Regions from separate parts of the Capsicum annuum genome. Here region 2 is linked to region 1. A link is a contact called in public Hi-C data. All regions are on one chromosome and are shown on one strand. The core of a region is the stretch at or near the end of the contact, and the rest is flanking DNA. Distances in the headings are between cores, read along the strand shown. Region 1 overlaps LOC107850648 (pentatricopeptide repeat-containing protein At5g04810, chloroplastic). Region 2 holds the start of LOC107849590 (transcription repressor OFP13).

Region 1 (4,783 bases), core at 539-3,038:
TATAGAGGCTATTTCTTTTAACTTGTGGACCAAAAACAAGTGCCCAGCTCCCACCTCTATACAATTCCATACCCAAAAGGTTATCCAAGATATGAATTTCACAGTTTGGTGTTTGACATTCTACTACAATTTATTTGATTATTAATTTTGAAATATATAGTTAATGTTTAATATAAACAAATTCTTATCCAATTTCATTGTGTGAGTTTGTTTTTATTGTCATCTCAAATACGAATGAAGGAGGAGTATTGTAATCAAGGACAGAGCCAGAAGCAGAATAAAGTAGAGGAGGTTCATCGACCTATTTATATATGATTTTATGTTTATATATATATAATTGATATTATCGAATTCCCTTTGACTATTTTATGCATATGCTTTCTTCTTCATATTCTGAATCAAATTCATGACTCCGTCCTAATTATAATAGGCTGACAGCAAATATAAAATTTATTAATTCATAATAACTCCTCATAATATGTTAAATTGTTAGAGAATTTCTAATACTATTATTATAAATCCTTAAGCCTCTCCGAAGCATCAAAAGAAGACCAGAATTTTTATTAAAATAAAATGTGCAACAACCAACCATGCACTAATTTTCATGTTAGCTAACATCTCTCAACCAGAAATATTCTATTTGATCTTCCTCTTTTTCTATTTTGGTGAGGTGTTTTTGTCTCTTTTTTTTGGAGGGGGGTGGGGGTGTTTGAATTTGGTTCAAACATATGATGCTAAATAAATAATTAGATACAACTCCATAGGATATGTGCTATAATGATAATATAAATATGTAACACATCACCTTGTTATCATTATAAATCATTTGGAACTACAAGTTCAAAGAGCATATCCAACTATCTAAGTACAAAGTTCCAACAAGATTAGGCTATTTTATTCTAGTCTCAATTATTTTTAAATTGTCAAGAAATTTCTTCTGATACTTCCCTCGTGTGATTAATTATAAGATTTTTTTTTTAGGAATATTTGAGATTCTTATCTTCATAATCTTGATTTATTTTTTAAAATATTTTCTCAAGGGGCAAAAATGTATGTATATGAACTGTTTTGTCCCCTCTCTACCCCAACACATTATGGTACATTGACCTTAATTCTATGATTGGAGTTCAACTATATTATATAGCTTTAATTGTTTCCATAGGTTACTTTCAAATAACTAAAAGAGTTAATAGCACTTTAATTTAGTGCCTGATTAGTTGATAAACTCAATTTAGTCCTTGTGATATATATATACATATATATATATATGACTAAATAAGCACATTTAATTTTAATTTTTTGAAATGTGCACTTTGATTCATTTAATTTGCTGGTGAATAATCATAAATTTGCTGAATTATATATTATAAACCCTTCCGTCGTGTGTTTGCCCGTGCATGCATGTATTATGTTAACTTTATATGGTTACTTTAGTTAATTAAAAATAACATATTTTTAAAATTAGTCTAAAGATAACATATTTTTTACGTAAAAAGAACGTAAGTATATATTTTTAATGAATAGATGGTTAAATATAATCAAAATAAGAATTTATTAATAATTGATTGACCAAAAATATTACTACTAAGTTTTTATTAATTAAAAAGATTTTGAAAGATAACCACCATTCATAATGTCCCCCATATAAAAGATGTGCATGACCAAATTCAGATAATTATTGAAGAATTTGAGTGTTGAACAGATATGTGACTAATTAAGGGGGACAGTTCTTGATTAAGAACAGCCAATTAATAATAGAAGTCAATTAAGGGGTTGTGACTTGTGACTAATTAATCAATAAATTAAACCTAACTTTACTTAGCATACTTTAGGAAAGAGATAATTATGGGGGACAGTTCTAGATTAAGAACAGCCAAATTCTTAAACGTAATTACTATTTCCTCAGTTTTTAAATACTTGTCATGCTTACTAAAAATAGATACTTGCATGACACTTATCATTTTAGAAAATCAAGTCATAAGTAATTGTTTGTTAAGACTTTTTTCCTTAGTCATAAATATGGAGAGATATTAATATGATTCAAAAGAAAGAAGTATTAAATATAGATGAGTAATAATTGAGGGTAATTTAATCAAATTATGCTCTTGTTAATGTTTTTCTTAGAGCGTGCAACCCAAAAATGTGACTTGTATTTAGGCATGGAGGGAGTACTAATTAGTGTAGTAATTACAAAGTTATTCTGACAATTCGCTATAACATGATAATAAACTTTCCGTCTCAAATTATATGTCGTATTTCTCTTTCACACTTTCATTAAAAAAAAAACTAATTAGAAGGAAGTTTTGACTATTTTATCATATTTTACACTTAAAATTTCCCGCTTTAAATTGTTGTTTTAACTATAATTTTTTTACACTTAAAAGAAATTCTTTTGGGACCTATCAATTTTGAACTAAACTTATTAACAATCTTTTACACTTCAATAATTTTGAACTAGACTTTTTAGTATTTCCATTTTTCTCGTCTCATTGCATTTGTATAAGCAAGATTCCTATTCCCTTCCTTTTTCATCTCTTACCTTTTACACGTATATAAATTGTTTGTATGGTTAAATGGAATACAGTACAATTCCTTTTTTTTTTCTTTTTAAAATTTTGGCAATAGAAATTGTTACAGCATGTTTTTTCAGAACATAGTAAAATCCAAGGAGGAATGTCCAAATTTCTAGTAACAATCTTACGCTACATAATTTCTAGTATCATATTTTGTTGGTACAAACTTGCCTTAGACAAAACTAGTAGATCTTGTACCTTATTTTCAAGGTTTCCAATTACCCCATACTATGCCATTCGTCTCAATTTACATGTCGGTATTTAATTGAACACGAAATTTCTGAAACAAAACTTTTGAAATTTGTGATATTTGGCAATAACTTTTCCAAGACAGACAATTCTCATGCTTTGGAGCCGGAATCTATGAAGTAACTATACTACTCCCTCCGTTCGGTTTTACTCCTCACAAATTGAGAAGACACACTTATTAAGAAAAATAATTAATAATATGATCATTTTATCATAATACCCCTATTAAATGATATTTACACTGTGTCTTGAAATTAATTTAAAGAAAAAAATAATTAATGCTAAGGGTAAAATAGAAAAAAAAAAATTATCTTTTCTTGATATGTCAAAAATGACAAGTAAAAGCTAACAGAGTTGTTAAAAAGTAAGAGTTCATAGCTATAATGAAGTGCCTTGCACCTAAGAATGTGACTCAGCGGTTAATGATCTTCGCTTAGCGGGAACAACAAAAACCTATCATCTTGCTCACAAGGATGAGATGGTTTTCTACCTCAATTCACCATTTCAAACCTTACAGAGAATTTTTCCATACTAACTCCTGCCTATAGCGATTAAAGCACCTAAAAAAATCGTATTTGGTCTGGACACTACCGTTATAAAAAAATATCTATCTATATCTATCTATCTATCTATACATATATATATATATATATTAAAAAAGGGGCAGTGCATTAGCTGCAATATACATAACAGGTCAAAAGACAAATGATTTCTGTTGGCTACAATATCTTCAAGAAAAAAAGACATTTACAAGAAGAATAGATTGAAGTTTGCCATGTTGATCAGACAACCTGAAGACACAACTAGTATCAAATTTCATCTACATATAAACACCTCTTTTTCTACACAAATAACTCAACCTAATTCATCTAAACTGGAGGGAGAGCGCGGTTACCGAATTTCATCAAGCTACCTTCTAATTATAAGGTGGGAGCGTTCGTATCATCGTCACTGTCAATGTCACTGTCAGACTCGTAGAGTGGACCATCATCATAAAAGTCGTCGCTTAACCCTTCATTATTCCCAGTATCATTTGAAGCTGCATTAAGATTTCTGTGGGAATTCCAATCAGGAGGGAAGGTCTTTTGAAGTGCTTCTGTTAAATCACCTCCGGTCCTCTCAATCTTGCGCAAGCATCTGGACCAATGAACTGCAGTTCCCATGTCAACAGTCAATCCAGACTCAACCATCTCCTCACAAACGCGGTGGATCCCCGCTATAATGTAAGATTCAGCAACTGTGGCCCTTGACAACAGTGATGTCATTAAACAATGATATACGGCTTTGTCTGGCTTCAAACCAGATTGCTTCATCTCTTCAAAGCATTTTAAAGCCTTTTCGGGAAGTGAAGCCCGTGCCCAACCGTGTATGAGAGTGGTGTAGGTTTTAACATTAGGTTTAACCCCAACCCTTTTCATCTCTGCAATTGTGTTTGTCGCTTTCTGAAACAAAACAAATTGATTGTAGCCATCTGGATATCTGGGAAAAGAAAGAACATACATTCTTTGGCCAAGATAAGCAGAGCAAATAATGACTCAAAGCAACTACACCTCAAATTCCGACTAGCATCTGATGCATATATATTTACTATGGCAAGCTATAGTACAGCCATGAAGTTGGTAATCTTAGACGCTACATGGCTCAAACATAGTATAAAGCACATCTACTAAAAGTTAAACCAACTCAATTGTAACAGTACAAAAAGCAACAAATGAGATCAACATATCCATCTGCAGGCGTTTTATGAAAGCTGAATTAGCAATATAAATGCATCCACAGTCGTATATATCATCAAATGGGATACCTGCATGTCTCCAGCTTTACAACAAGCATTTACAAAAGACGTATACGTATGGATGTCAGGTTGAACCCCTTCTTGCCTCATTTGTTGCATCAGGTCAGCAGCCTCCCAAACATCACCTCTTCGAGCCCATCTGCATAGAGAAGGAAAATATAGCAAT
Region 2 (4,870 bases), core at 2,355-4,854, 57 kb before region 1:
GCCCTTCTACGTGTTCTCTTATTGTAATTTGATTACAATTATAATTGTTTGATGGAAGAACAATTTAGCCCGCCATGATTGTTTGTTATGAAAATTTATGTTATGTTCTTAAACACTAGTATGAGTAGCTAGATTATTTTTTAGGATGATTGATGGAACTTTTTGTTGGATGAACTCGTGATTGTGCTTAAATATAATCAAGTGTTCTTTTTTTAATCTCTATTTGTTCAACTGCGCAGGAATTGTAGTTAATTAACCAGCCAGTGCATGATTAACGGTGTCAGTTATCTTGTTGTTCCCAAAAGAGACTGTAAGATAAGGTTTTATTAGTGGAACAATTTTATTTTGAAACATTTAGAGATTAATGACTGAGTTTTGAAAGTGGAGGTTAGAGATACCAAAGTTTTTGCGCGATTGCGGTCTAAAGTGAATAGATTAATTGGTTAGATTATAGATAAGGATCATTGGAGAGAAAATTTTTAGGAAATTGTGGCACTTGGTTGAGAGATATTTATAGTAAGAGAAAATTTATGATCAATAGAGATTAATTTGACGAGATTAAACTAGGCACGATTCCAACAATTGGTGAATTCATCACATCTAGCTCTTTTACTCTTTGAAAGAAATTGTCAATCACTTATCTGTTTAAATATTGTATTATATGCTTTTTAATTAGTTGGAAGTAAAATTCTTAATCTTTAATACTAGAAAATTGTTCAAACATGTCCTCTTAGTGATATTACTGATATATATTGAATGATTATAGCTAAACCTTAATTTTTCGTGGATTCGACTTCAAGCTTAAAATTTAAATTATATTTGCGGCGACTTTTATCCTCTTTAAGATGAATTTTTTGATGAATATGCAATTGTCACCTTCCCAGCATATCAACAGAAATGAGTTGAAAAATTTAAATTGACACCCAGAAATAAGTTAAAGTTAACAACCTTAAGAAGTAATAACACCCAATAAGGACTTTGTAGTCTTCAAGAAAAAAATATACTAAGCTAAAATGAGAAAAAAAAAGAAAAATTAATTTTGTCTTGAATATCTACAACGGTAAAAAATTTGAGATAATTTTTCTTTTAGAAAAAAAGCGACAGATAACTTGAAGTAGAAGAAGTAACTGTTGTGCTTCATTTAGTGTTGCCAAACATCATCTAATCCATGACAAGGCAGAGAAGGTAGTGTTTGTTGGTATGTCAAACTCAATAGGAAGGTACTATTAGTCATGGTAAGGTACAATTATACTGTGCAAAAAAATAAAACATCACTCTAATGAAAGGCTCTAGAAGGTCCATGATTCCCGAGTTATTAAAATTAGAGGCGTGTTCACGATTTAAACTCAATGAGTTCAATTTGTAATGTTCTTAACACAGAAGCTATAGTACTTTGAAACTGATAACATGTCAAGGAATCTGATATATTTGTTAGAATTTTCTTGATCTTAATTGGTAGGTACATTATTTTTCTTTTCTCTGTTCAGTTAGATGTGTGTACTTTCAATTCCCATGTAAGATTAGGTGATGCTGAAATCGTCACATCTTAGAATCAAGGAAACATTAAACTTCTATTATGACTGCACTAGTTTTAAGTTGATTTGGAATATTCACTCAGAAATGTTATGTTGACTTAGTTTAATGAAGGGGATGGGGTTAAAAAAAGGAGAAAATTTGATAGATCTCTATCTGCGATATGTACACTTTTTCCCCTTTGACCTAAGCAATTAATAATGTACATGTGAAATCGCTCATACGATTACATTGAATATGTTATTGTATATATGAAATCTTGTAACTTTCAGACTTAAATATGCCTAACAAAGTCCACGGGATTAGTGTAGAAGAAATCACGAAAGTGAACAGAAAGAAATCAATTCATCTCCATAGGAAAGAATACGGGCAGAAAACACGGGAATCGGAAATCGGAGACGATCATCTCAAGACACATCACGATCTATTGAAAACACCAGAATGACCTAGGAGTGCCATGCAATGCGATGACAACTGAGGCATCATTTTCGCTATGGTGGCACACTCGGCCCCTGAGAATGGAGAACCACGAGCTTGGTGCACTAAGCTCCCATTATGAATGGATTTAGAAAAGGATCGGATCACAACGATCTATTGTATAAAGTCTTATCTTGCATTTCTACAAAAGTATATTTCCAGAACGAAAATCTGCAACCTTAATCGCGTAACAACAACTTTACCCTTTGTTCTTTACCGGGAGAAAGGGCTTAAAAAGGGAGCAAAAATGATAAACACCATTTGCAATATTTATAAATCTTCTTTCCTCTTTAACCTAAACACAATTACAATAATGTACACAAAATCACAATTGAGTAATTTAACTCTCCTAAAGAACTAACTACTACTACTCCCTTTTTCTTGTTCCTCAATCTCTTTATTTCCTACTAAAGACAGAGGAGAAGAAGGGGCAGAAAATGAAGAAGCAGCAGAAGAATAGCAAGTAATTGAATCACAAGTAGGAGGAGAAACCTCAATAAGCAAATCCACAAAAGCACCTATAATAAATCCATGATTTATTTTCCCATTCATTTTCAAGTACCATCTCAATAACTCTTGTAAAGATTCCCAATCTTTAATCTCATTTGTTTCCACCATTTCCTTCATTGATTTCTTGAAATCCAAATATGGATCCTCTGATTCCATTGCCAATGCCACACTTTCCTTAAATGGCAATTCTTGATCATCATCATCAACATCATCTTCTTCTTCTTGTTCTAGTTTCTTTGGTTCTTGATTTTGGTTTTGATCTTGATTTACTTTTTGTTCATCCAAGATTAACGAGCTAGTGCAATTTGGCTCAAAAAACAGTCGTTCTGAACGAACACCTTTGATGATCAACTCCATTAATGGTTCACCTGTTTCATCAGACTCTGTTGAAAAACTAGCTGATTCTGAGGAATTTGTGAACCAAGATTCTGGTGTTGTTTCAGTTTCAACAACCCCATGTTGATGATGATCAGTACTACAAGGGTCTAAGAATATTGAATTTATAGTCTTGAAAATGTTGTTGCTGTTGTTGGCATTTGCTCTGAATGATAGAGTCTTGGTGTGTGCACAAGAAGGCCATTGCCATGAACCAAGATTCATTTTCTTGCCCATATAAAAGTTGGTAGTATTTTTCAAGAATCTAACTTCTTTTGGTACAAAAAAAAGTGATTTTTTTTTTCAAGATTCTAACTTTTTGGGTTGTTTCTAATGGTTTCTGAGATAAAAAAAAAAAAAAAAGTTGTGATATTTTTCAAGAATTCCAACTTTTTGGGGTAGTTTCTAACGTTGTGATTCTTTTCAAGAATGTAACTTTTTGGTTAGTTTGTAAGTTCTATTGGTTTTGGGATAAAAAGAACTTTTTGAGTAGTTTGTAGATTCTAGTGGTTTGGGATTTCAAAAAGTTGTGACTTTTTTGGATGGTATTAATGGTGATAATAAAGAGGAATAGCAAGGGAGAAGGGAGATATAAAGAGAGAGAGAGGTGACAGGAAGGTGGAGAGGAAATAGGGGGTGGTGGGTAAGTCTATTTCATGTGTGTTGTTTAATTGTATGTATGCATTTTTTTGAAAAATTTAATGGTTATAATAAATGCACCATCACAAGAAATGAACATAGCAGTAAAACAACTTATTGGAACTGCGAATTCTATCCCTTTCTGTCTATTTTACTTCTCATGTTTTTCTTACACAATTAAGAAAGTAATTGTGGTAGATCTCTGTGATACTGATAAGGTTTGTTTATTCTCTTTAAATTTTATTTTTATATTCTTTTCGGTTTATTTTATTTGTCATGTTTTTTCTTTCTAATTGTGTTAGATCTGTATGGTGGTGATAAGGTTTGTATACATTTTACTCTCTCCGAAATCCACTTTATAAACTATGCTAAACATATTGTTATTTTATTTGATTCAATTTAATACCTTTCTCTTTTTCACCACATTAATTTCTCTCTACTTTTATTAAAGGTAAAAGTGATAATATAGATGATTATATCTTGATTTTCTGAAAGAGATAATGGTCAAAATCACATTTAAACTATCATTTTTCTTTGAGGATTTTACATGTCAATTATCAATTATTCTCTTTTCCTACTTAAGCTATCATAATATAGGTATTGAAGCAAATTTATTTGAGTAGATTGTAATAGTTCATGTACAAAAAGGGAATACCTTATAGTTGACCTATTCAACTTCGACGTGTGTTTTAATACATAGATGGTGATATTGTTCAGGTAGAAAAAAATATAATTAATACTTAGATTAATCAGTTTCAAGATGTGTTTTAATACATAGATGGTGATATTCAGGTAAAAAAAGAATATAAATGGTGATAGATCATGCGTGAAAAGGAAAAACACACCTAAAGTATTTCAACTTTTTGAGTTTCACATCTGAACTATCATGTGTGTGAGTTTTCTACCTGAACTATTACCAACTAGTTAGCAAAATATTAATAAATAATTAATTATTTGAGTTTCACACATTTGATAGTTTAGATATGAAACTCAAAAATTAGGATACTTTAGGATATTATTTGTTAAAGTGTATTAGACAAAATAATGCATGTATTAGTCTTTTGTACTGCTAGTACCGTATTTGATATAATTTTTTAGACTATGCATAACTAATACTTGCATTCATTTTTTTGGTAACTAATCTTCATTTTATTACCAAAGTGATCATTACAGCACATTACAATCTAAGTTTGATAACACAGCTTAGTACGTAACATTCTACCTACTATGGAGCTAAACAGGATAAAAATTCAGCTTTTCTAAATTCCTGACTAGCTTGACCTGCTTCTGAGCAACATAGAAAAACATCTTATATTATCTTCCTAATCAACATCTG

What was found. Hi-C and Micro-C count contacts between places; a contact is called where the count stands out from the background.
Region 2: a Hi-C map of placenta shows a contact between it and region 1, with 4 times the contacts expected there. The contact joins the promoter of LOC107849590 here to the enhancer-like site in region 1. A contact is called at or near these places in 3 of 5 Hi-C or Micro-C datasets (leaf, pericarp and placenta).

What each region holds. Positions count from the first base shown.
Region 1 is chr12:23,734,941-23,739,723 of UCD10Xv1.1, reverse strand. LOC107850648 (pentatricopeptide repeat-containing protein At5g04810, chloroplastic) reads right to left here. Exons shown (of 13, transcript XM_016695327.2): 9 at 4,627-4,756; 10 at 4,217-4,264; 11 at 4,177-4,215; 12 at 3,824-4,174; 13 at 3,475-3,822. The coding sequence ends at 3,739. Among protein-coding and RNA genes, the nearest start is that of LOC107850648, 12 kb to the right of the region's middle. Within about 2 kb of position 1,788, at least 1 of the 5 cell types and tissues checked has an H3K27ac peak or open chromatin away from gene starts, as enhancers often do. A contact at or near this core is called in pericarp, where this site is marked.
Region 2 is chr12:23,793,331-23,798,200 of UCD10Xv1.1, reverse strand. It overlaps LOC107849590 (transcription repressor OFP13), which reads right to left and starts at 3,604. Exons shown (of 1, transcript XM_016694149.2): 1 at 2,262-3,604. The coding sequence starts at 3,132. The coding sequence ends at 2,368.